Linked DNA regions of Mus musculus: all the other regions are linked to region 4. A link is a contact called in public HiChIP or PLAC-seq and promoter capture Hi-C data. All regions are on one chromosome and are shown on one strand. The core of a region is the stretch at or near the end of the contact, and the rest is flanking DNA. Distances in the headings are between cores, read along the strand shown.

Region 1 (5,183 bases), core at 2,580-5,079, 1.1 Mb before region 4:
GAGAGAAGGCAGGAGGTTTTGAGGCCTGTTCCACTGCGGCTACCTCCCAGACTCTGTCACTCCTCAGAAGCCGAGGTCCCTGCCAACCCTGCTGGGCACTGAATCACAGGCTTCAGAAACTCTGAAGCCATCGTCCTCATTTGCCATCGAACATGAGAAAAATCTGCTGAGGACGGTATTCCTTTTGCCAGAGTCCTGCAGACATCCTTACATCAACACACTTACATACAGATGGCCACTGGAAGGCGGCAGCCTAAGGGCACGCTTCCCTTACTGTGAGGGACTGTTATTGGCCCTTTTTGGATATCTAGTTCTTCAGTTCACTGTTATGCCATGTCTGGTTTTTAGAGGTGAGAAAGAGGATCACACAATTATACACAAACAGGAAACAGCATGGCCCAGGCTGAATCCAGGCACAGCTTTAATACATGTATGGATTATATATAATGATTACATAGTTATACCATATAATCCATTACACACACACACACACACACACACACACACACACACTGCCCAGATCCCAAATATATACTTTAATTAAAAAAGAAAATTCCGTGTATATGGCTGGGCATGGTGGCACAAGCCTTTAATCCCAGTAAGGGGAGGCAGAGGCAGGCGGATTTCTGAATTCAAGGCTAGCCTGGTCTACACAGAGAGAGTTCCAGGTCAGCTAGGGCTACACAGAGAAACCTTGTCTTGAGAAATTAAAGCAATCAAACAAAAATGACAGGTATCTGTTTATGTGGGGAGGAGGTCACACGTGTGGAGGTCAGCAGACGTCTTGTGGGAATGACTCTCTCCTACCGTGTAGACCCCAGAGACTGAGCTCAGATCCTCAGGCCTGGCAGCACCTTCATCTTGGGCACCACATATGCTGGAAATGACTTAGGAGCCATCCTAGGCTGCAGGCTGAGCACCCATAGAGCCAGGTTGGTTAAATAAACAAGTCAGGCCTGCTGGGGAATGTGTAAAGCAACAAGACAGGTGCCCAGGAAAATTCCCTAAAAATGAACTTGCCCTGAGGCCATGGTGGTTGTTGGTTTTTTTTTTTTTTTTTTTTTTTTGTCTTTGTTTGTTTTTTGAGACAGGTTTTGTCTATGTAGGCTGGCCTCAAATTCATAAATTTACCTGCCTCTGCCTCCCGAGAAAGGCCTGTGCCACCATTCCAGGCTGCCCTAAGGCCATCTGGACCACCTGCACTGAACATAGCTTTAAGGCAGGCCCAGAACACCCTAGACCTGTTTGAACCGACCCAGGGGAAGGGATGTGGCCTGTTAGGACTCACTAGCTTGTTTGGAGAGACTTGGGTAACACCATGGAAGTACTTCACTTCCGGCCTCTGGAGCAGCCTAAGGCCTAAGATACATGGATGAGTGGAAGTACAGACAGTAAGACCAGCCCTCTCACAAACAGCTGAAGAGGTAGAACAACCTGTTAAGGAAAGAAAGGGACTCTTCATAGTCCCAGCAACTACAGCAGTTCCTGGCTCTTAAGACTCCTGTGGCCAGACAAAAGGCCCAGAGGAGACTTCTGTTCCTGGTCTTCTCAAACATACTAGGATAGCGGGAGCTCTGACCATGGCTTATTTGATAACTCTAACTTCCTTTCTAGAACCTATGGATTTTTTTTTCTTTGTATGAGCCAAACACTGTCATGAATACAGCAGGAGGTCCGTAAGCTTAGCTTGAACATAGATAGTGCTTCTACAACCAGATGCGTGGGCCTTCCTCCCTTATGGTAGAGGCACGGGCATGCACAAGACTAGATAAAGCAGTTCTTCTTCGAGGGAAGTTCATACTTATCCAGCTTCTCACTGATTGCCACCTTGCCTCCCTCAGCTCTCCCAATCCAGAACTCAGAAACCACAACTAAGATGTGGGTGGTATAGGCCAAGCTCTTTGTGCATCTGGGTTTTGTAGATGGAACAATCCTCTAGAGAATAACGGGAGCTTAATGGATAAGCACCAGGTAGAAAGCATCCTCCTTTCTGTTTATATTGAAGCACCGTCCCTCCCTATCTACAAAAAAGGGGTCTGGGCAGCTGCAGCTCAAAGGCCCTTCCCTGTTTAAGCTCCATATCCTCATCACAGTAAAGCCCGCTGGCGGGGGTGGGGCAGTTCGGACTCAGGCAGTTTGTGCAACCTAGGGCGCTGGGGCGCGATAACCGTCTCCGGCCATTAGTGTGCTCCGAGAAGAGCGAGACCCCGGGGGCCTTCACACCCTCCCTTGCCAGGGGCTGCCAGGACAGGAGCAACCGCTGGACAACGGGAGTGAGCGCAGGCCAAAGGGCGGCGGCAAGGCTTTCTCCTTAAAGGAAAAGCTCACACAGGCCCAAGCGGCTGGTGGCGGGACTGGCACGTGCGCGCGGGGATGCGGGCCGGCCACGTGCGGCTCGCGGGCCGACCCTGGGTCCAACTGCAACAGTTTCCCGACACTGCACGTTCCTCTCCTCTCCTCAAGCTCCGCATAGGGGCCTCCGGGTGAGGATGGGCCCAAACGCCGGGGGTGAGCCATAAGGGCAGTTCAGTCTCCTCGCCTCGACCTCAAAGCTCTAAGGGACTTGGCACCCATTCACCCTCCCCGATTCAAGACTCCGGGTTTTCCTCACTCCCGATTCCACGGCCCCCAGGAGACAGACAGCAGGAATGACCAATGGCAGGGCGCAAAGCGTCAACTTTGTGTTCGCCCGCCACTCTCAGCCAGTGTGTGCGGGTTTCTCCCAAGTCCCGCCTTCCGTGTCGGGCGCCCCCTCCTGGCGACACACAGTCGGACGCTATCTGCCGCCATCTTGAGTGTGGCGAAGTCGTTTCTCCGAACCCGTTTATAGCCATTCTGGTCGCTCTTCTCACAGGGCAAATTCCTTAGTTCGACAGCCAAGTGAGACAGCGCTAAAAATGGAGTAATATAGTATTTTGAAGTTGTTCGCGTGAGCCGAGTCGCCACGTCACGCCACGCTTGCCGAGTCCAACGCCATCTTGAGTGTGGCGTCTTTATGGTTTTTCTTTTCTCAGGCTCCGCGTGGTACCGTAAATGGCTCAAGTTTGAAGGAACCCCTTCAAGGACTAGTCCTAATGGCCGGGGAGACAAGTTTCTCCCAGTTGCACACTGTTCATATGCCCACTGGAGCCTGCAAAATGTTAGGGGAGAGGGGTAAACTCGATGGCCGGGCGGGGCTCTGGATGATGTTAAGAGCTGTCGCGACGGCAGTGACCTCTTACAGCAGACGCTGACCAGAGAGCCCTGAGGCGCGACACCGCCTTGTGGCGTGAGGCCCCAGGCCTGTCTCGCTCGAGGACACCGGGACTTTCGCATGAGTCCCCCCAAGTGTGCAGGGCGCGAGGCCCACTCCGGAGCTGACCCTGGACGGCGGGACAGTGGTGGGCGGTGGGGATCACTAGTGTCATCGAGGCGGAGGGAAAGGAGGACGGGGCGGAAGGTGCGAGTCACAGTCACCCCGTTGTGTGGACTGATGTTCACTTGAACTGGGACAACTTGCTCTTCGGTGCGGGCAGGTCCCGGGCGCGGGAACCACGCGGGACACCGCCCGGGGCAAGCGCCGCCCATCGCTCGCCTTCCCCTCCCCCTCCCCCTGGCGGGCAGTGCTCCCGCTCCCCCTCCTCCCTCCCTCCCCCTCCTTCTTCCGAGCAGTCGCGAGGGAGGGGGAGGACCGGGGCTGGGCGGGCAGCTTTGCCGCGCTTTAGCTTTCTGCGTCAGAGGCCTTAGCAAAACAGCTGCGGGAGCGCGCACGCGCGCGACCCCCCTCCGGCGTGGCGAGACCCAACAAAATTCAACACTCTGAATGACAGTGCGGCGGGGGACTGCGCAGCGCGCGCCAAGCCGAGGCACTGCCGCTTTAAGCTCACTTGCCCATTGTTCGGAATCGAGCCAATGAGAGGACGCCCGCTCCCTGCGCTCAGCCAATAGCGCCGGGACTAGGGTGGCTGAGCACCGCCCACTAATCTATATTAAAGCTTCTGGCGCCGCGTGAGTCCCCCACTGGCTGCTCCGAAAAGCCATCTTTGCATTGTTCCTGGGTCGTGCTCCGCGCTCGCTGCAGCCACCTTCGCCGCCCACCGCCTCCTCCAGCGCGGACTCCGGCAGCTCTCTCGCCAGAGTCCTCGAACTCGACTTTTAATTCCCTCACTCGCGGCATCGGACCACCGGCGTGCCCCACCATGTCAGACGCGGCAGTGGATACCAGCTCCGAGATCACCACCAAGGTGAGGCTGGACGCCGCCCGCCCCCTCGGGGTCTGCGCGCCGTCGCCCGGGCGGCGTTGGGGCGCGTGGTTGCGGGCTTTCAGGAAAGCATCACGCAAACGCTTTTCCAGGCGACCCCGCCACCCTCCAGCGGCGCGATGGCCCCGGGCAACACTCTTTGTGTGCGGGGGAGGGGGCGCGAAGCGGCGCGGGCATTGGTGCCGCCGTCGGGAGCTGGCCGATGGCCTGGGGTCGCCTCGGAACTCGGACGCAAACGGGGAGGGCCGAGACGCGGATTCTCGAAACTTGTTTGCGAATGGTTTGAGCGCTCTCGGGGCCGGGGTCGCGGGGCCGCGGCGCACGGAAATAACTTTGAAACTCCGGCGCGTCCGCAGTCGGAAGTGTGGGGGGCGCGTGTGCGGCGCCGGCGAGCTGAGGGCGCCCGCGGCCGAGTCGCTCTTTGTTAGGCGCCCGGGTTCGCGCCCTATAGCGGGCCGGCCACCGGTTATCCGGGATGACGCGGATGGGGCGGCGTGCTGCGCTGGGGGGATTCTGACCGCGACACCTAAGGGTCTGGTCCGCAGCCACGGGTGAACGCGGGTGGTCGTGTTTGTCCCCGCGGCGGCGGACCTCGTCGCAGGGTCAGTCATTGCTGACGGGGTTGGGCCCGGGCGGCGAGCCCACGCGAGAGGGGGAGGAAATAGAAAGTGAAGCTGCGGAGCGGCTGGACGCCCCCCCACGGCTCCCCAGCTGCGGTGGTGCCGTGGCGGTCTAGAAGCCCGCGCAGCACCGCGGTCCTGGCTGGGGTCCTGAGGCAGGGGCTCGCCCTCCCGGTGGAGTCTTCTCCACCCTCAGCCGTGTTCGGTTCGGACTCGTTGCTTTCAAACACCTCGATGTTCGCACCCCGCTTGTCCCGCAGTGGGGACTCAGTCCCAGTCGCCTTGTTTCTTTAAACTCCCGTGGCTCGCCATCTCCCTCGGC
Region 2 (5,285 bases), core at 715-3,214, 1.3 Mb before region 4:
AATGCTACATTAAGAGACTAACTTTGAGCACAAGAAAATGGACATTAGATAGGCTTAAAAAAAAAAAAACAAACAACCAAGAACTGGAGAGATGACTCAAAAGTTAAGCACATGTGTTACTCTTGTAACATGTAACATTCACATGTGGCTTTAACTCCAGTTCCAGGGGATCCAAGTACATTCTAGTATGAGGGTACCAAGCATGCTTAATGGGTGCGCGCACACACAAAGATAAACATTAAACCCTGAAATAAGGAGACATGGCTTTCAATACTTTAAAAAAAAAAAAACTGGACTCAGCACCTGAGCTTTTCTAAGAAATCTGATTGAGCATGACCATAACAACGGTCTTGAGACAAGGTTTCACTATGTACTACTCCCTGCTTGCCTGGAACTCAAAATTCTGCCTGTTTCTGTCCCCTGTTTTGCCGACTGTCTTGCAGAAGGAAGGAAGGAAGGAAGGAAGGAAGGAAGGAAGGGAGGGAGGGAGGGAGGGAGGGAGGGAGGGAGGGAGGGAGGAAGGGGCTTGCCATTCAACCATTTACTACATATCCTGTATTTCTAAGACTTCCAGACATTCAATTCCACCGGTTTATTGCTGCAAATAGCTTCTTACCTCCTCTTCTCCACTGCTGTCATCTTCATCTTCTGACATTTCTTCATCTTCACTATCCTCTTCCACCTCCTTTGGAGGAGGAGCCATTTTCTTGGCCTCACCGTGGGTTTTGCCAGCCTACAAACGCACACAAAAATTGCACGCATTTTCAGTCACTTTGCCTTTGGCCACCACCTTTTTCTTACTAAAGGACACAAGCATAAAGACTTCTTCTTGGCCAGGCATGGCATTCTCCTGGCAGTTTTTTCTGCGAACCGCGCATAATTTTTTTTTCCTTCTCACAGATAACTGAGCAGACAGAACTCTACACCAAGAAACAGCCACAGGTTATAAAGTCTCCTAGTCGTGGCCATCTATTTTCTGGCATCTTCCACAAAAAAAAAAAAAAAAAAAAAAAAAAAACCCAGTTAAAGGGATCCCTTTAAGTTATTTGCTGGGGAAGGGGGTATCTCGAAATCACCTCTTAAAGCAGCACCACGTAACCCAACTGCTTCCCACTTTCTCTCGCTTCCAGCCCCACCACGTGGAGTCACCACGCCGCCACCTCAGGGGTCCACCACGTGTCCATCCCGGTCACCGGCAGAGACAGCAGATCGCCGGGCCACCCATCCATCCCCACGCTGCCGTCCCCCTTTCCGGGGTACTACAGACACTCCCCCACTGCCCCGGGTCGCGCGACACGTGCGGGGCTCCGCAGAGCACGTGGCGGGCCGCGCACCAGAGCACGTGCGCGGGGAGGCGGGGCCCCGGGACCGCTCGCCGCCTAAGGTTGGCCCTCTCTTCCCACGCCGTGCCCCTATCCGCTCTCAGCTCCTCCGATCTCTCCTCACACCGTCCCCTCCCGCCCGCTACATCCGAACCCTCGATATCGCCCTCCCGGAAACCTGCCTCCGCTCTTCTCATCCCCCTAAGTCAGAGGGCAAGCACCGCGAGACCTCCCGCTAGTCGCGCGAGACTTTCCCCCCCAGCATGGCGCCCTCGAACGCGCCCGGGATTGCGCGCAAGCCCTCCTCCCCTCCGCGACGGACGGGCGGGCGCGCGCGCGTCCCTCCGAAAGCAGGGGCCTAGTCGTCCGCGTCGGCGCGCCAAGGCCTCTTACCTTTGCGAGCTTCACCATGGTGGCGGATTACGGCGGCGGCGCGTGTGGAGAGCGAGCAGCTCGGAAGAGCTCAGCGGAAGCCACACGAAAGCGACTGCAGTAGCGGGTACCGACGACTCTGGAGCACGTACAACCGCCTGCCAGCTACAGCTAGCGTCTGAGGCAAAAGACTGAGCCTGCCCAGTAATCGCCTCTGGAAAGGCGACGAAGGGGGTCCTCGTGACTTCGGCTCCACCAACCAGAGCTCGCGTCCGTCCCCGGAGCCAACCGCGAGCCTTAACGCGGGGCAGCGTGAGGCGGGCCTAAGGCTTGACGAGGGCGGGGCTCTTAGGGGCGGGGCCTGACGTCTGCTCCTGAGGGCGGGACTCGTTTGGGCCCAGGCGGACGTTGACTGGTCAGTGTGCGGGTCCTTTGAATGCTCCTGAGCGCCGGGCTCTCCCCACGCCTGCGCAGTGGGACGGGCGAGTTTGGCGCGGCTTGTGTGTGAGGCGCGGGTAGGTGGCGGCGTGGCCCGGATTCCCTCAGGTGTTCCGAGGCAGCATGGGCGGCGATGCTCAGGTGGTCTGGGCGTTTCTCGGTGCTTTCCCCCGCGCCGCGTGGTCCTGCTGAAGAACGCCGGAAGGCCTAGGGTTCCCTCGGGCTGATGAGCGGGCCTCGGCCTGTTCTCCGCGGAGTCGCGAACGGCTTCTTGGCTATGATGCGAGTCCCCGCTTTCCTGAGAGCTCCTAATAAAAGCAGTTGTGCGTGTGTGTGTGTACGAGCAGTGCACAAGCGATCCATGTAATGTCGGTGACCTCTCGCGGTAGGTATAACTCCAGGTTCAGAGAGGTGACTTCCTGGTGTGGTGGGGAGAAGTACTCGGCCCGCCTGTGACCACGCTCACAGGTTCCCTCCATGGCGGGGGGAACGAGAGAGTTGTCTGGCGTTGCTTTAAATGGATTGCAACCAACTGGTTCCAAGCATAGCACACAGGCGCCCTTCATCAGCTAACAACATCCACTAGAAATGACCTGTGGAGTTTTCGTCCGGAGTTGAGATAGGACTTTATTCTTTACTGTCCTAGAGCACACATGTAGACCATGTTAGCCTCGACCTGTATCGGCACGCCTGGCCCGACCTAGGAGATGTTATTTTATGAGACAGGTTTTCTCTGTGTATTCCTGGCTGCCCTGGGACTCACGCTGTAGTCCAGGCTGGCCTTGAACTCAGAGATCCCCCTGCCTCCCTAGTGCTGTGATTAAAGTCATATGCCATCATACCTGACTTCAACCTCGGGAGATTTTAATGCGAGTGGGATGTGTTGAGTCCCCAAGTTTTTTTATCTGAACTCGGGCCTTTGGAGATAAGTAGAAATAGTCACTGTGTGATGCTTACTTACTACGGCCTTCCCAACGCGGTGGAGGGCAGCCACAGCTACACACCAGTGCGCTCTTGTCAGGGCAGGAGATGGCGAACCCGAGTTGTGGTGTGGGGGCATTGTCTTTATAGCGAGACCGGTCACACCTTGTACTGTATATTATGGAACCAAGGGAGACTCTTGGGTAGAGAGGTAGGAAGGGTGGTGTGAGGAAGACTCTAGATATTTCCAAGCAGAGCAAGCTAAAGGCATTCGGGAGGAGACAAGAAGATGAGCTGTGAGTGTGAAATGACTTGGGTGACATGGCTTCCTTTGTCAATCCAATCTATCTGTATGGGCTATCCTCAGCCCTCTGGTGTACAGTGCCACTAAGAGACCTCTGCTTGCACCCAAGGTTAGTTACACTCTCAGATATCAGCTGCCTAGTACTTTTCTTGGCCATTTATTGTTCATTTGCCCCTTCCCCAGACAGCACAGACTGTTGTCTGCTTTATTCTTGGTACCTAAAGCATTGCCTGGCATATGATAGTGTTGGAAATTACTTGCTAACTGGAGTGAACAGAAGTTTGAGTGCACCAGCAGCAGGGACAGCTTGCAGGATTTGGTGTTTCTGTGGAATCAACACCTAATCCATGTGTGATGCTTATACAAATTATAATTGAATATAACCATATCATATTGGATCCCCAATATCCCTGTAGAAAGCATGGGGTGGCAGCATATAACTAACAACTCCAGCACTGGGGGTTACAGGGAGCAAGGACAGGAGGATCCCTGGCATCTGCTAACCAGCCTGTCTAGCCATGAAAGGTGACCCTGCTCAAAAAAATAAGATAGAGGTGGTGTGAGGATGTTAGTGCCTGTCTGGTATGCACAAAACCAAGATCAGTAACTGTCCAGTTATTATACAAATAGAGCCAAGTACCAGGTTCTATTTCAGCTCTTTAGAAATTTTAAATTAATAAATGTATTCAAAATAGACTAAAAGCATCGCTGCTCACAGACATGAGGGCAAAGAGCAGCAGTTCTCAACGTGTGGGTCTCAACCCCTTTGAGGTCAATACCCTTTTATAGGGGTCATATATCAGATATCCTGCATACATTGCAATTCACAGCAGCAAAATTAGTTATGAAGTAGCAATAAAACATTTTATGGTTGGGGGTCACCACCACATGAGAAACTGTATTAAAGGGTCACAGTCTTATGAAGGCTGAGAACCACTGGCATTGAGTTAACTTGGCCAGTTACAGAGCTAATAGGAGATTGGATGTGTATGTATGTGGGGGGAGGTATGCCTGAGTTCAAATGTAGAGGCAACAGGTTAATCCGGGGTGTCTTTTTCTATCACTACCTTTTTTTTTTTTTTTAACAATCTCATGTATCCCAGAGTGTCCTTGAACTTCTGATTCTTTTGCCTCTCCCAAGTGCTTGTATTTCAAGCGTGTGCTACTACTTATGGTTTATGTTGCTCCGGAGATTAATCTTGACTTTGTGCATGCCAGGCAGGCACTAACCAACTTCCCCAGCCCTTCTCTACCTTATGTTTTGAGCAGGATCTCTTACTGAATCTCACCTTTTATGGTTAGATAGGCTGGGAAGCATATGCCAGAGATCTTCCTGTTTCTGCCCCCCCACCCCCCAACCCTACCCCAAGTACTGGGGTTACAGTTTTTGTGCTGCCCACCTCATGCTCTTTACAGGGATATCAGGGATCTGAACTTGAGTCCTCATACTTTCAATGTAAGCACTTTATCTGCAGAGTCATCTGGCAAAGAATAACAAAATCTCTAAGTCAGTTCCCCACGTTAAAGGTCCTACTGTTTATTTAAATGTGCTTCTCTCTTAGTTGTAGCATCTGATAACACAACTCAGCCATTTTTTTTTCTTTCTGACATGGTCTTGTTAGGTAGCCCAGGTTGGCTTGGTCTACTGATGGTTTTCTCTGTCAACTTGACAGAAGCTAGAGTCATCAGAGAGAAAGGATCCTCTACTGAGGAAATGCCTCCCTGAGATCCAGCTGTAAAGAATTTCCTCAATTAGTGATCAGTGTGGGTTGTGCCATCCCTGGGCAGGGTTCTATAATTAAGGCACCTGGAAATTGTGTTTCTGCCTCTGCCTTCTGACCATTGGAATTCAGGTGTGTTTCTCTGCACCTGGATTTCAGCAAGAACTAATTGAAAAAATCAGTTATAAATATACCACATAAGGTACA
Region 3 (5,601 bases), core at 1,080-3,579, 1.2 Mb before region 4:
GAGAGAGTCTATGGAGGTTCGGAAGTTACCAGGATGACAGGTGGGTCCCAATGGAAACACGTATGAACTTGAGAGGAAGAAGGGATCCCCAGAGGAATAGTGGCTGAGCCCCAGGTAACTAGGTAACTGTGACAGTTTTGTGGAGAAGAATTTAGGGGTATGGGGTCTGGAGGGACATACAGCATATATTTGGTTCAGCGTGGGTCTTTCTAATACATGGGTGTGTGCTATGTGCATGTGGTAGATGCCGTCAGAAGCCAAGAGAGTGTCGGATGGCCTGTTGTCATGAGGGTGCCGAGACCTGAACCCAGGTTCTCTGGAAGAACAGCAAACATTCTTAACTGCTGAGCCAGTGTTTCAGGCCTTCAATGGGGGCAATTGGGGTTCAATTCTCTTTTTCTTACTGTTTCCCTCAATACTCAAATATGTGGGCAGGGCAGAAACCACTTTTGTAGCTCCCCAGACTTTCTGAGGCCCTCTGGCCTTGTGGGTAAGGCTCCTTCCAAATTTTATTCAGGAGGGGTCTGTCTCTTGCTGACACCCTGGATCCTCATTCACAGCCAGAGGTTCGTCCCTGCTGTTCCTGTGGCCCACGTCACACAGGGTGCTGCCTGTGGTCAACCTGATGTGGTTATGGGAGCCATGATAGGGTTGGCGGCGATGACAGCACTGGGTTCCAAGGCCCAGGGCTTGCAGGAAGGTCTCTCGGAAGCGAGTAGACATGAGGCTGTAGAGCACCGGGTTGGCTGCTGAGCCGAGATAGAAGAAGATGCCAGAGGCAATGTGGACACACTGGTAGGCCAGGTGCAGGCCTTCCGTTGAGTGTCCATACACCAGGCTCCACATGATACGGTCAGCATGGAATGGAGCCCAGCAGATGCCGAATACCACAACCAGTGCAACTGCAAGGACAGAGAAGAGATTTGATCTTCATCATGCTTAGAGTTTGCATCTACAGCTCACTATCTTCCGGTCCTAGAAAAGCAGACAGGAGAGCCAGGTAGTGGTGGTGCACACCTTTAATCCCAGTACTTTGGAGGTAGAGGCAGGTGAATCTCTGGTCTACACAGCAAGTTCTAGAACAGCCAGAGCTACACAAAGAAACTCCTTCTCTCTTTTTTTCCCTCTTCCCTTTTCTGTCTTTCTCTGGCCTCGCTCCCTCCACCCCAAGCCCCACTTGCTCTGGTCCCTGCTAAGTCTGGCCCATAGGTTTTTTTTGTTTTATTATTATTATTATTATTATTATTATTATTATTATTATTATTATTATTAGTTTCTCATTACGGATGGTTGTGAGTCACCATGTGGTTGCTGGGATTTGAACTCATGACCTCCAGGAGAGTGGTCAGTGCTCTTACCTGCTGAGCCATCTCACCAGCCCTGAAACCCTTTCTCAAAACAATAACAACAACAAGCAAGCAAGCAAGCAAACAATACCCTGGAAGCTCAATTCCTTCCCCAGACTGGAGGAAGCTCAGCTTTCTCCTCAACAATGACTTACACAGCATCTTGGTCACCTGTCTCCGTCCCCTATCTTGCAGCTGAATCCTTCTGTGGGAGGTCTCCTGGGTTGCTGCGGTTTTCCTGCCCTTGACCTCCACTTGGAGCAACATCCTCTCCCTCCGCAGCCGCAGCCCAATGAGCAGATACAGCACACTGATGGTGACCATGGGCAGACAGAAGAAGAGCAGTGCGGTAGTCAGTACCACCAACTTGTAGAAGTCCATGGGACCCACCAGCGAACATATAGCTGAGTCGGGCACCGGCCCCCGGCAGGGCACAGTTAGTTGACTGAGGCCATGCAGGCTGGTGTTGGGCAGAGAGAAGAGAGTAGCGAGGACCCAGATGGCCCCCACCATGCGGCGCACATGGGCCCGTGTCATCACAGACTTGGCTTGGAGTGGGCGCACCACGGCCACATAACGCTCCACACTCAGGGCTGTGACATTGAGCACTGAAGCTAGGCAGACGGTCTCTAAGAGCAGTATTCGGAAGTAGCAGGCACTCGCACCCAGCTGGAACGGGTAATTTTGCTGCATCTCATAAAGCTCCAGAGGCAAGCCCACCAGGAGCACCAGCATATCGGACACAGCGAGGCTGAAGAGGTAGAAGTTGGTGGGCGTGCGCATAGTCTTGTTGCGCAGGATGACGGTGCAGGTCAGCCCGTTGCCCAGAGTGCCCACCACGAAGATCAGCAGGTACGTGACACAGATGGGGACAAACTGTTTCATCTGCTGTGGCCCCAAATACTTCAGCCTCAGGGCCTCATCGGTAAGGTTCAGATCCTCAGGTTGATAGGGCCACTTGAACTCACTGATATTGCAGACCAGGGGGCTCCTTGAAGCATTTGGGGAGAGCGCTCCAGGAAAGATGGAACAATTGAGGCAGGGAGGAGTCTGTAGGATAGAAGGGGGAGATACCCAGAAGTCATTTAGGTAATCCCAGCTCTGTCCTAAGTTATCACACTGTAGAGGACTGATTAGTCACATGCCACTGGGAAAGAAAGCATCTGCCACCCACTAAAGTGCATTTCAACTACAGAGTATCCGGAGTGCAAACCTTGAAAATAATAAAATTGGCCGGGCAGTGGTAGTGCGCAGCTTTAATCCCAACGCGAAGGAAGCTGAGGCAGGCAGGTCTCATGTGAGTTTGAGGCTAGCCTGGGCTACAGAGCAAGTTCCAGGACAGTTAGAACTACAGAGAGAGACACTGTCTAAAAAACAAACAAAAACAAACAACAAAAAACCAATCAACAACAACAACAACAAAGAGTTATCCTCTATCCTCTACACACATACATGCAAACAGTATATATGCACAAGTACACACACACACACAAATGAAATACTTTTTAAATGATAAGATTGGCCCTTTACAATCTACTGGAATCTTTGAAGAAATGCCAGGTTTTTCCAAGAACGCTTGGCTATCTCCTTTGGCTGTCTCCCTTTTAAGACAGACTTCAGGAGAGCCACTTGATGTGGACCTCAGAAAAGTGGGTGCAACTGCAGTATTGCTTGGTCTTTAAAGAGCCGGGGCTCCTAAAGCAACTGCCAGGGCAGACCTGACCTCCCCAACTCCAGGTGCAAGATCCCGGTATTTAATCCACAAAAAGCATCGACACATGGCAGACCTGACATACAGAACGCTGTGTGTGACCTTGGTGTGAAGAGAAAGCCACCGTAGGGGTTAAGTGAAGGAGTGAAAAAGCTAAAAAACTGTACTTTGACCCAAATTTGATTCTGTTTTCTGTCACCTGAATCACTCCCAGTCTAAATATTTTATATTCTTTGCACCTACTAGACCTGGAGTTCTCACTCTCGGAACTCTCACGGAGAGGAGCTGGGGATGGGCAGGTGACAGCCCAGGTTCAAGAGAGCAGCGCTGAGACGACAGTCATCAGAAAAATGACAGAAATAAACTGACTAACTGAGAGGTCTCTCCCACAACCCCCAAATGTCTCACAGAGTTTTTCCACCCATCTCACTCTGAGAGCCGCTCCTGTCAGGGCCCGTATCCCGCTCACCTACCATGCCTTCTGCCCAGGAGGTCCTGTGCGCCCTGGCTCCCACTGACAGATAGATGCTGAGCTGAAGGCGACCTGACAGAGGCTGCCCTCCCCGCCTTCCTGGTTGCTTCGCCTGTTGTTCACAAAATCGCCACTAGAGGGCAACGCTGACCCCGGAGCTTGGAGTACTTAGGACCACTCCCAAAGGACTCTACCTGCATCCAAACCATACTAGCTAGCTGTTGGAATCACCCGGAGCTGAGAGTGTCTTCTTTTTCTAGACAACAATCCCATTTTACAGGTGAGAAGAAAAGAAAAAAAGAGCCAGAGAGAGGAAGTCCGTGAGACTTGGGTCTAAAATGCTGTCCCCACCTGCAGCACGCCGACTGAGCAGGACTTGTTCCGTGTCCTGCAATTCTTTCTGACCCACATTTTCAGACAACCTTCTTACGCACCCCTTAAGCCCCTGAAAGTCAGCAGCCTACAGAGTCTCATCCCCGTGACTCCACTTGTACACTCACAGGATAGCAATCCCCCCAATACACACAGTCTCATAAGGGGTTTCCAGCCCCGGGGTCCAAGCACTAGTCTCCTCCAAGGAAATCGCCCTCTCTCTTTTCAGCACCTCCTCCCACACCGATTCTTTCCCCGAGCATTGTCCCGACCCACTTCTTCACTCAAAGGAGCACACAAAAGCCTAGTCAGGTGTCATAGCCACACTCACCGTCTGCATTTCTGTCTTCAGTGTCCCCTCAGCTTCCCAGTATCTCCTCACCATGAAATTGCCTCCTCTGCTCCGCCCCCCTCAATCCCTGGCTTCTTAAGAACTTCATTTATAAACAGTCCTGGCTTAGAAGATTGTTGGGAACTCTGGGGCACTTATTTTTCAGAGCCCTTGGGAGAAAGAATTTTGAAAGCTTCCTATTCCGCTGCAGATGGACCAAGTAGGGCTAGATTGGTCATGACAAGGCTCAGTGTCACTCAAAACCAGATTGCTATAGCCTCACAGTATGTGAAGAATGCTTCTTTTGTTTTATTTTAAGATTTATTTATTATTATTATTATATGTAAGCCCACTGCTGATGTCTTCAGACACACCAGAAGAGCGAGTCAGATCTCATGATGGATGGTTGTGAGCCAACATGTGGTTGCTGGGACTTGAACTCGGGACCTTCGGAAGAGCAGTCAGTGCTCTTAACCACTGAGCCATCTCACCAGCCCCAGTGAAGAACATTTCTTACTGTGCTCCCATCTCTGGAACACACACACACACACACACACACACACACACACACACACACACACACACACACACACCATTGCACATGCCCCCTGTGGGCCTTTTGAAAATGTTCAAACCTCATAAAGGATGGGGGAATGACATGGTTCCCTATAGAATGACTTACAGAAGACAAATGGCCTATACCAGTCACTGTCCCTTGCACTGGCTGTGTCATTTGCTCAGCATCTGCAGCCACCATGCTAAAGGACGGCTCTAAAAAGGAGGGCCCTTAGTTCTCATGGTTGCAGCCTCTATTCATCCTTTGTCCAGAGAGTCCTTGGTCAGGATCTAAGCTTCAGAACACATGGCAAGGTGTTCCAGCAGAGCCAGCAGCACCTGCTCCTGCCTGCTCTGTCCTGAGGCAGCCTCTCTGGATTTTGTGGGTGTGTCTATCCATTTCCCGAGCATGGCGGTTGGTGGCTGTCCTAGACCAGGGTCCAGATCTTCAGGACAGCACTGTGTCAAGTCCTGGTGCATGGGTAGGACTCCTGGAGCTGAAGTGAGTGCATTGCTCACAGCCTTCCATCCCCTCCTGAGAACCGCTGGGGGTGGGGCAGCTTCCTCAGCAGGAGTCCAAAGTAGAACCCAGCTCCTGAGCCTCCCGCTGACCTCTGTCCTGCTCCTAACCGCTTATGAGGATTAAAGAAGGCAGGTAAGCCTGGTGGTGTTGGCCCAGGCTTTTAGTCCCAGCACTCAGGATGCAGAGGCAGGCAGATCTCTAGGTTTGAGGCCAGCCTGGTCTACATAAGTTCCAAGACAGCCAGGACTACACAGAGAACCATATCTTCAAAAATGGGTGGGGGAGGGGGAA
Region 4 (5,090 bases), core at 159-2,658:
CTTGAGTTCCAGTCCTGACTTCCTTTGGTGATGAACAGCAGTATGGAAGTGTAAGCCGAATAAACCCTTTCCTCCCCAACTTGCTTCTTGGTCATGATGTTTGTGCAGGAATAGAAACCCTGACTAAGACAATGTGTTAGACAGAGATTTCCTAAGGAGGGCTGCATGGGGTACTGTGAACTTGAGAGGACTCCATGAAGGGTCCCTTGTAGAGTTAGAGTTAACATCTTCAGCCTCCAGGTGGCAAAATCAGAATGTAGACGTGAGCTCTTGTCGAGACCATGTCCCCTCCCTCTGGCTCAGGACCTGGCTGGAGTACTCTACCCACTCTCAGATTTCCCACCAGCTGTGCCCTGCAGGCCCCAAGCTCCTGCCATGGATGACATCAACACAGCTCCCATGTCCTCCACACACCAGAGCTCCTTTCTGAATTACACCCTGCAGTCTAAAGAAAACTGAGGCTGAGAGCGATAAGCTCAACCAAGCTCCAGTATGTGCGTGCATGTGTGTGTAGGGGGGTGCCTGGCTTAGGTCTGTTGTCACATCTAACGTGACAAGGTTCAGATGAAGGAGTGAACAATCACCACTTCTGCCGTAAGCCAGCACTTCCCTTGGTGGGCCTGGCCTGAGGAACAAGGTCACCCAGCTCTGGGATCAAAGGGACAGTGGCTACCTTAGTACCTGCAGAACTCAGCTAGTACTGAACGGTGACCTTTAAGGGGTGAGCAAACATAGCCATGTCTAGCCACAGAGGGAATAGCCTGACTGGCCATTTGGGCTTCTGCAGTGCAGAACGCGGTAACATATATCACCAAAGTGGCCAGCTTGCACCATAGGGACATGTAAGCCCTTCCGTGAGCCCCAGGTGCCCAGCAGAGGTCCAGAGGGGCCAAACCAGACTGTTTTAGCTAGGGAATAGTGTTGCTCACAGTGGGCTGGGTCTTCTGACATCAACTAGCTTCATTAAAACAACCCCTACAGATGTATCCACAGGCTAGCCCAATGCAGACGTTCCCTCATGGAGATTCTCTTCCTGGGCAATCCTATGTTGTGTCAAGTTGACAGTTAAAGCTCACCATCACAAGTATGCTGGGTGGCGCTGGGGAAAACTGTGACCACCCTTGTGGACATCAGCAAAGGTTTCTGAGAGCCATGCCTTTGGCCTATTCACAAATGTTGGGCCAGGCTTGAGAAGTCAGCCATGAAACCTGACGCTAAAAGAGCCCTTGCGTCCCTCGTGTGGAACTTCGGCTGATAATGGACGCTTCTGGAGGTTAGGTCCCATTCAGGGGAAATAGAGAGCCAGTGAGTGAGAGGGTGGAGCAGGCAGCCAGTGCTGGCTGGGTGGGAAGGTAGATGATGCCCCCCCCCCACTTGGTTTCTATAATGAGGAAGTTCTGTGCAGCTCAGTTTCCTCTCCCTCGCTGAGTGCCTGAAACAGGAAGTCAGTCAGTTAAGCTGGTAGGAGCAGCAGAGGCAATTTCTGAGAGGCAACAGGCGGCAGGTCTCAGCCTAGAGAGGGCCCTGAACTACTTTGCTGGAGTGTCCGTCCTGGGAGTGGCTGCTGACCCAGTCCAGGAGACCCATGCCTGCCATGGTCCCTGGGTGGAACCATGGCAACATCACCCGCTCCAAGGCAGAGGAGCTACTTTCCAGAGCCGGCAAGGACGGGAGCTTCCTTGTGCGTGCCAGCGAGTCCATCCCCCGGGCCTACGCACTCTGCGTGCTGTGAGTACCCGTCTCCTCCCAACTGTCAGATCCAGGGACCACTGAGGTGTGGATCCAAAGGGGGAACCCCTGTAATGGGAGTTTGAGTTAGGTTTATGTCATAGGATGGTGGGACGTGACTGGCACTTCGTTGCCCTGTGGGGAGGGGAGAAGGGGGGGCAGCATCTGAGGCCCACTTTGGACCTTGGCGTTCGAGTTCAGGGAGCCTGTGTCATGACAGGCTTGTGTGGTGCTAGGGCTCTCTGAGTGACTCTGGGCCTCCCCTATACTGCAGCCCTCCATGACCTGTGGTGCCAGGGGTCTCCGTGAGTTCCTGTGGCAGGAGCAGGGACAGAGTCAGGAAGAAACTCAGGCCTCTCTGGTGGAGGGTGTATTGGAATGCATTTTGGTCAGCTCAAGCGTCAGTCAGGGACTCAGTGAAGGGCAACCTTGGCAAAAGGGTCCCCTCCTCCACCCTGCTAGTATGTGGTCTTAGAGCTAATTCTATTTGGGGAGCTGAGTCCGGGGTGCATTTAATCAGGATAGGATTCCTCGTGTACACATTTTACTCTAGGCTGCAAGGACACAGGAAGCCACAGAGCTGCTCTCTGAGTAGGTCTCTGTCCCTCCTTGCACTCAGCTATGTCCCTCCCTATCCAGGTCTCTGCCCCCGTTGGTACCCCCCCACAGCCCAGTGTGAAGATGTTGCTGAATATGCTGGTTATCCTAACAACAGAGGAAACAGCCACTTGCTGAAGGTTCCTTTTTAACACTCCGTCCGTCTAGCGTCTTCTGAGGAAGGCCGCCACCCCTATAGTCCTGTGGTCAGACCCTGTCCAGGCTTCAGGCTGGAGCAGGGCAGGAACACTGTCAGGAAGGGTGTGCCTACTTGAACAGCACAGGTACCATCTGATAGATTGTCCCTGGACTGAGAGAAAGATCTTTCAGAGCAGCTAGCTGCCCCCCCCCCAATCTTCATGCAGGAGGGAAGTGGGTGACTGACCACAGACTGTTCTGAGCTCTGACTCATGTTGGGACCTGCTGTGCTAGGCATTTGTTGGCTAGTTTCATCTTCAAGAGAGCCAGGAGTGTGGGTTCTATGAACACCTAGACCTGCGATTAAGGACCATGAGGGCTGGACAGGTTACAAACATCGAGGATAAGGTCGGTCATTTGCTCCCAGAGACCACTAGCTTGTGCTGCCTACCTCCTACCACCATCAGGCTAGGCATGCCAGTGGACTTGAATGGAAGTAAGAGGAGCTAGAGTGTTCACAGAGTTGGGGGCAGGGGCACTAGAAGCCCGTACAGGCTCACGGCTGGCTGAGCATCTTGTGCTGGTGGAGTTAGCAGCCAGCTTCCTGCACACCCACCAGCATATTTCAGGAGAAGCACTGCAGGTGGCCTGGACCTCCCCAAAGCACTGTCTCTTGGGGAATCTACCAGTGAGAGGCCCTGAAAGGAAAGAGGGCAGGAAGGTACTTTTCAGTGTGTCACAAGCTCAGCCTGACTCTACTAACCCAGTTATATTTTTTTCTGTCCCAGTGGGATTTGGGCCAAGGGCAATTCTGTTGGGAGTTGGCTATGGGCTGAGAGACTGTTGTATGCATTGGTTACAAATGCACACCACGGTATGGGTTCTCTTGTGCTAAACTGGCAGCATCTGGAAGGCTGGAGTCAGAGCAGAAGGAGCCTGAGCCAAGACCAAGGGATCTTGGAGGACCTTCGGGCAACACAGACCTTGCCTTTTTTCTTCATCTGACTCCCCTGCCTCAGCTGTCTTAAGTCCAAGCAAAGCAAAGATGACACGGAGATTTTCAAACTAAAGGAATGACTACCACAACCTCAGTGTTCTATAATGACCCCCCCCACACACACACACACCCTAAAAATGTAGGAAAGGCAGGACAGTGGTGGTGCACACCTTTAATCCCAGCACTCGGGAGGCAGAGGCAGGCAGATTTCTGAGTTCGAGGCCAGCCTGATCTACAAAGTGAGCTCCAGGACAGCCAGGGCTACACAGAGAAACCCTGTCTCGAAAAAAAACAAAAAAACAAAAAATGTAGGACAGGCATACTTTTTAATTTGAAAAATTGTTAGAAGCCTGCCTTTTCATGCAAAGAGACTTAACTTCCTGAAAAAAACAAACTTTAGATCCTTACTTTCTCCTGTTCTCTGTGGATGATGGAACCTCCCCCACCTCATCGCTGCCCCCTCGCCATCTGCCCTGGCCAGAGTCCAGGCTCCTGCCCAAGAAGATAAGTCAGCAGCTTGTAGGACAGCAACAAGGTCGAGGTCAGAGATGGGGCTGTGAAGGAGAGATGGGGCATGGGGTACATGTGGGATACAGGGCAGCTGAGTTCTCTTTGGTTTCAGGAGTGATAGATTTGGCACGTGTGGTGTCTTGCTGGACATCAGCCAGTCTGTGTGGGCTCTGGGGCAGGCAGCTGTGGGTCAGGTGCCGCTGGGACTCCATCCATGTTCCTTCTTGTGACCGAAGGGACACCAACAGGGGCCCAGTGCATGTGTTGGGTTTGTTTGGCCCTCTGGGAAGAATGCAGCATTGTGAGGAGAACCTTCCTGCTCTGAGATTTGACTAGACATGACATGGGAGAGGGAGGTAAATGCTTAAAGACAAGGTTGCAATTCAGTTCCACCCACGTGACACGAGTGCACATTCACCCCACACATTGACCTTTGTTTCCTTCAGAGAGATCAATCCTGTCACTTATCACCAAGCAAGAAGGCTTTTCTTTCTTCTCAGTCATCATTCAGAGAGCCTTGGTTTAGGGGAGTCTGGAGTTACACTGGGGCCCCGGAGCACTGGCCTGGGGAGACCTTGCTAGTATGACTGGAGTTCTGTTCTACCTTCCTTGAAAGGGAATGTGTGCCTTTTGAGTGGGGCCTGTATCACCTTCACTTGAGTAGAGCCTGTGTCACCTTCACTCATTTGTACTCAGTTCCTCCGTGATGTCAGCTCCCTTCCCAGGAGCCTGTGCACCCTGTTGTGGGGTATTAGCCAGGTGGATGGAGACCTATTAAGAGTCTCATGAGCAGGGACAGCGCAGCTACACCATGTGTTGCAGAGAAGACAATGCTTCTGAGGGTAGCTCAGCAGATGCCGGGTTTGTGGGTCATCCCAGTAGCTTCTTATTGCTGAAGCTACATAGCAAGAATTTGAATGATGACCCAGCACTTGGAAACAACTTGCTCTTTCTAAAAGAGATGACAAGGCCAGATTCAACTTGGTCAAGATGACTGTTGTCTATGTGAATGGCATTTCCCCTAAACTACTCTGGAGTGCTTCCTCCCTTGCAGGGAGAATATGGTTGCCTCTGGTCCAGCCCCGATGAAGGATTCCCTAAGCAAGTGGTCTTCCATAGT
Region 5 (4,906 bases), core at 2,199-4,698, 1.0 Mb before region 4:
GGAAATAGTAAATACAATTTTTTTAAAGAAACAATCTGAAAACAGTTCAGAGAAAAATTATCCAACCAAAAGTGGTGAATGATCAAGTTGTTTCTAACATAAAATTATCTTTTTTAAAAAATGGGAATGAAAAGCCATCTAGTTCCTGTTTTCTTTCTCTTTTAAAAACTTATTACTTATATGTGTGTGTGTGTATATATATATATGTGTGTGTGTGTGTGTGTGTGTGCTTACATGAGTTTATATGTGCCACATATGGGCAGGTGCAAGAGGGTGTTAGATCCTTGGAATTCAGTTAACCAACTGCCTGTGGGTGCTGGGGATCAAACCCAGGCCCTCTACAGGAGCAATTCACATCCTTAAGTTTTTAACTACTGAGCTGTATCTCCAGCCCCATTTTCCGTCTTTTCATTTTCAGATGTCAACAAAGGACACCGGAGGATGAGCACTCTATTCCTCCTGTGCTAACTGCTATGTGGCTATTTCCCTTTGCTTTATAATTTAATCAGCTCCGGTCAAGCTTTCCCTGAAAGCCTGTTTCCTGAAGCACTCACATCATTACTTAAGTGGCTGATTCACACACACTCTCTCTTTCTTTTTGGTTTTTGAGACAGGGTTTTTCTGTGTGCCCTGGTTGTCCTGGAACTCGATTTGCAGACCAGGCTGGCCTCAGACTCACAGAGATCCATCTGCCTCTGCTTCCTGAGTGCTGGGACTAAAGGTGTGTGCCACCACATCTAGCTTTATAGTGTTTTCTATATTTGTCCATTAGCCTTTATCTCAACAGGTTCATGTCAAGAGTAAAAGTGACAAAATCCACAGTTTCCTGCTATATTCGTTTATCCCAAGCAGACAGGGAACTACAGAAGAGTCTGTTACTAAACTTCACTATGGAAAGCCACTGAGGGTTTATCCTGAATGTCAGTGTGTAAGGAGATACAGCCTTCTGTGTTTACAAAGCACAGCAGGGCGACTCACTTTCCAATCCCTGCCAGTTGCAGAGAGCTGTTTCTTCACTTCTCAACGCACCCTACTTGCTCACACTCAAAAACAAACCCCACAAAACCTCGGTATAGTTTTTACTTGAAGGGTTTTCCTTTTGCACCCAAAACTTCCTGGGTTGGTTTTTCCCCTTGGGGCCACAGAAACCCATGACCCCGTTTATGCTTCCAGTCTATCCGTTCACCACTGTTCACACAGTGGTACGTGGTTCTTGTGGTGTTGTTTTTGATTCATTCTTTTTTTGGAGTCAGCCTAGATTGGTCTTGAACACATGACAATCTCTTGCTTCAGTCACCAAGTGCTGGGGTTATAACCATGATTTAATCATGCCTTGTATGAATTCTAGAATTTACGTTCACCTTAGTTTCTAACCATAGCCAAGCAATTAGATATTGGAAGATGTGAAACAGGTCTTGAGACAATGCAACAGGTTGTTCAGAGAACCAGTTTAGGGAAGCCTAAACCTCCAGAGGCAGGAGCTGGGTAAATGATGGTTACATCCCACAAAGGGAGGCACTTAGGAATATTCCATATTGTACAGCAGAGATTAAGGTCAACAGAATGTAAAACTGGAATATATTTCATCTGCATTTTATGGTGACAAATAGTCCATCAAAACACACAGCTTCTAGCTGAAGGTGCTGGCCACACCCTGAGTTCTAACAGTTCCAGCACTCAGGAGGCAGAGACAGGTAGACAGCCTGGTCTACACATCAAGTTCTGGGTCAGCCAGAGCTACACTGTATGACCCTGTCTCCAAAATAAAACAAACGCTTCGAAGTTTTCTCTCTCTATATAAAGAGGTTGCAAAAGTCACAGTGTAGCTACAACAGGCCTGAAGCAATGGTTTCTTTTCCTCCTCTGGCTTCTCACTTTCTTCCTTTTTGAAGCAGGGTCTCCTATAACTAAGGCTGGTCTTGAACTCTATGAAACTCTGAGGATGACCTGAATTCTGGATCCCCCTGCTTCCATCTCCCAAGTACTGGGATCACAGGCATTCAACACCAAGTCCACCGAAACAACGAATTCTGATATCATATGGTGTCCTCAACACAATCAAGTAATTGTGAACAGCTTCACCATAATAAAGCGTTAACCTCAGCAATGCCAAAGATAATTTTGCCGGGAGTCGGTTCAAAACCAAAGTACCTCATGCATCTCACACACCTCCTATTTCTCATCTCGCTGGAAAGAGAACTTGAGATGTTAATGCTCCAAAGGCCAACAAAGTGTTAAGATGGGGTCCGTCTTTAATTTCTCTTTCCCCACCTCTCCACTACTCCAGCCCTATAAGAAGCCACAAGTGAGGAAGAAAAGTTGTGAAAACAAGACGGATGTGTGTGTGGTGGGGTGGGATGGGGTACATTATCCCCCACATACAAGGTCACTTGCTTGGAGTCACTTTCTCCTGCTCCCACCCTGGGCTTCCCGCCAAAGTCGCTCCTAGGCAGGCTAGGAGGCCAGCTTGCTGCACTCCCTCAGCCTCTGCGTGGGGACTGCAGCCCCCTTCTGGCCTCCCGGCCTTCAGGACCCTAATTTCAAATGGGAACTCTTCTCGCAGTAGCCAGGTCCCGGGGCTCCTCCACCTCCATCCTCCCCCCCGCCCCCCCCCCCCCCCAGGCTCCATCAACGTCCCCTTTCTCCCTCAGGGTGCCCCTGTGCCTGCCTCCCGTTCGCGGTCCCTCCCGGGGGCCCGGCACACAGTTCCTTTCCTGCCCCTTCTCGTAGCCCTTCTTCCCCGGTGCCCACCTGACGCCCCTGCCAAAGCCTGGCTCCTTAGAGCCACGGCCTCCTCCCAGCCCCGCCCCTGCTCCCGGGCGGATACAGTTTGAAGCCTCTCAGGATATCCCTGGCCCGCTCGTCCTTGGCTGACATGATGCGGCGCCTGCCGCCCGCGGCCCTCCCACGCTGGCTCCGCGGGGCCTCGCAGACGGTACCCAGGAACCGAGGACAGCCGCAGCCCGGCCGGACACCTCAGGTGAACAGCGGTGGCGGCCAGACCCGAACCGGCCTCTCCCTCCCCTCAGCTCCCGCTCCTGATCCCTTCTCCTTCCCTCTAGTCGTGGAGCTCCCGCCTTGAAACCAATGACAAGCCAGCCTTGGCGATTGGCATCTTGAGTAGCCAATAGCAACGCTCAGCGGCTTCGCTCGGGGACGGAGAGCGTCAGTGGGAAAGGCCCTCTTGGAGAGTCCCGGAGGACAGAATTTTCTTTCGTGTTGTTGCCTAGAGTTTGTCCCAGAGGAGCGATGGCTTGAAATCTTCAGAGGCGTTTGAGATGCCTGCTCTTGTTGCCGGGCACACTAGTGGTCTGAGACTATGGCAGGCTGCACTGTACAAGGTGGCAGAAACTACATTTCCCAGCATCCCAGAGAGCACAGGCGATCCCAGCGCACCATTAGAGGCCAGGGACTACAAGTCCCAGCATACTATGCGCTCCATCTTTTTAACTTGGGTTCCAGTGTGCCGAGCAGTGTGCACATATTTGAAATCCTCCTATGGGGTTGGTTTCTGAATCCTGTTACTTGAAACCCAGCAGGAAGGTCTTCTTTTACCCCGGAGACGTGACAACCCACCGACAGTTAACTTCTGTTTACATGGAACTCAGGAGTCTGCAAACCATGGTAAGACTGCAAACCACCAACAAAACCACATATTAAGCCACGAGAGATAACAGAACAAAATGACCTCCTCAAATAGTGTTAGTTTATTAGTCTGGAGTTCATTTTTACTTGTTTTGCAGGGTTTATGTTATATTTCTGCTTTGGACTGGGTGAGCTAAAGATTGTTTATACTCAATGTTAGTACAGGAAGACTTAAAAGATTTTGCCAATCCAATCTCTTTATCTTTTGTTTTTAAATATGAGGAAATAGAGACCCGGTGAGGCAGAGACTGGCCAGAGAGCACAGCAAATTGACACAGTTAAAATCTGGCTTTACATCTACTGACCTGTCATCTAGTATCTACACTACACTAGGGAGGTAATATTTTTAGAAGCATGGCAATGTGATTGTTTTTCTCCTTAATGAACAGTTTCTGAACTAGTGTTGAAACACCCAGAAAATAGGAAAGCATTTATTTCATGGATTTCCTGAAAGGAGCTGGTGTGACAGTCCTTTATCCTCAGACTAGATAGGTCTTGCTATTTTTATTTGCTTTTTTGACATTCAAGTTGACATTTAATGATTGTTTTTCCCCCAGAAAGTAGATAAAGTTGGTTTAACCCTCTGTTTCCTTGGAGACGCCTGTGTCCTTCCTCTGGCCTTCTTTCCTGTTCTTGTTCCCACTCCACCCATTTGATCACCCACCCATTTTGTTTGTTTTTCTTCCAAGTAACTCAACAAACCTTGTTTTGGTTTTTGGTTTTGGTTGGGTACTGAATTAAGTAAAAGATAGGCCACTGTTATTCAGAAGATACATAACTGATTAGGGAGATAAGGAGATTCAAGATGGAGTTGACAAGTGGCATAAAAGAAAAGATATCAGAATGCCACAGAGGATTACTTGTTGGCCTTTTAGTCAAGATCAAGTGGAGAATGCCTTAGAGGTTCTGGTGACGTGCCTTTAACAGCTGGCAAAACTTCATGGTGGAAATGACATTTGAACTTAAAGCAGTGGTTCTCAAACTGTGGGTCAAAAATCCCTTTGGCAAACCGCTATCTCCAAAAATGTTTACATTATGATCCATACAGTAGAAACATTACAGTTCTGAAGTAGCAATGAAAATTATTTTAGGGATGGGGGTCACCACAGCATGAGGAATTGGTTTTTTGTTGTTTTTTTTTTGGGGGGGGGGGGAGACAGGGTTTTTCTCTGTGTAGTCCTGGCTGTCCTGGAACTCACTCTGTAGACCAGGCTGGCCTCGAACTCAGAAATCCGCCTGCCTCTGCCTCCCGAGTGCTGGG

What was found. HiChIP or PLAC-seq counts read pairs in DNA pulled down with a chosen protein or histone mark. Capture Hi-C pulls out chosen DNA fragments and counts their contacts.
Region 1: a contact with region 4 is called in a promoter capture Hi-C map of liver, with 4 times the contacts expected there. The contact joins the promoter of Ptma here to the promoter of Inpp5d in region 4. A contact is called at or near these places in 1 of 484 Hi-C or Micro-C datasets (the G1E-ER4 cell line), 3 of 115 datasets of contacts at active chromatin or transcription factors (double positive thymocytes, large pre-B cells and regulatory T cell precursor) and 2 of 9 other capture datasets (adipose tissue and liver).
Region 2: a contact with region 4 is called in a promoter capture Hi-C map of liver, with 4 times the contacts expected there. The contact joins the promoter of Ncl here to the promoter of Inpp5d in region 4. A contact is called at or near these places in 1 of 39 promoter capture datasets (pre-B cells), 1 of 115 datasets of contacts at active chromatin or transcription factors (pancreatic cancer cells) and 1 of 9 other capture datasets (liver).
Region 3: a contact with region 4 is called in an H3K27ac HiChIP or PLAC-seq map of microglia, with 6 times the contacts expected there. The contact joins the promoter of Nmur1 here to the promoter of Inpp5d in region 4. A contact is called at or near these places in 1 of 39 promoter capture datasets (pre-B cells) and 1 of 115 datasets of contacts at active chromatin or transcription factors (microglia).
Region 5: a promoter capture Hi-C map of adipose tissue shows a contact between it and region 4, with 3 times the contacts expected there. The contact joins the promoter of Cops7b here to the promoter of Inpp5d in region 4. A contact is called at or near these places in 1 of 484 Hi-C or Micro-C datasets (B cells) and 3 of 9 other capture datasets (adipose tissue, liver and macrophages).

What each region holds. Positions count from the first base shown.
Region 1 is chr1:86,522,728-86,527,910 of GRCm38.p6, forward strand. Ptma (prothymosin alpha) reads left to right here and starts at 3,830. Exons shown (of 5, transcript NM_008972.3): 1 at 3,830-4,223. The coding sequence starts at 4,179.
Region 2 is chr1:86,357,491-86,362,775 of GRCm38.p6, forward strand. It overlaps Ncl (nucleolin), which reads right to left and starts at 1,965. Exons shown (of 14, transcript NM_010880.3): 1 at 1,716-1,965; 2 at 617-733. The coding sequence starts at 1,733. C130036L24Rik (RIKEN cDNA C130036L24 gene) reads left to right here and starts at 2,094. Exons shown (of 2, transcript NR_015507.3): 1 at 2,094-2,517.
Region 3 is chr1:86,385,812-86,391,412 of GRCm38.p6, forward strand. It overlaps Nmur1 (neuromedin U receptor 1), which reads right to left and starts at 2,330. Exons shown (of 2, transcript NM_010341.1): 1 at 1,502-2,330; 2 at 514-902. The coding sequence starts at 2,330. The coding sequence ends at 514.
Region 4 is chr1:87,618,904-87,623,993 of GRCm38.p6, forward strand. Inpp5d (inositol polyphosphate-5-phosphatase D) reads left to right here and starts at 1,409. Exons shown (of 27, transcript NM_010566.3): 1 at 1,409-1,728. The coding sequence starts at 1,586.
Region 5 is chr1:86,579,473-86,584,378 of GRCm38.p6, forward strand. Cops7b (COP9 signalosome subunit 7B) reads left to right here and starts at 3,449. Exons shown (of 8, transcript NM_172974.3): 1 at 3,449-3,624. Pde6d (phosphodiesterase 6D, cGMP-specific, rod, delta) reads right to left here and starts at 3,313. Exons shown (of 5, transcript NM_008801.3): 1 at 2,828-3,313. The coding sequence starts at 2,877.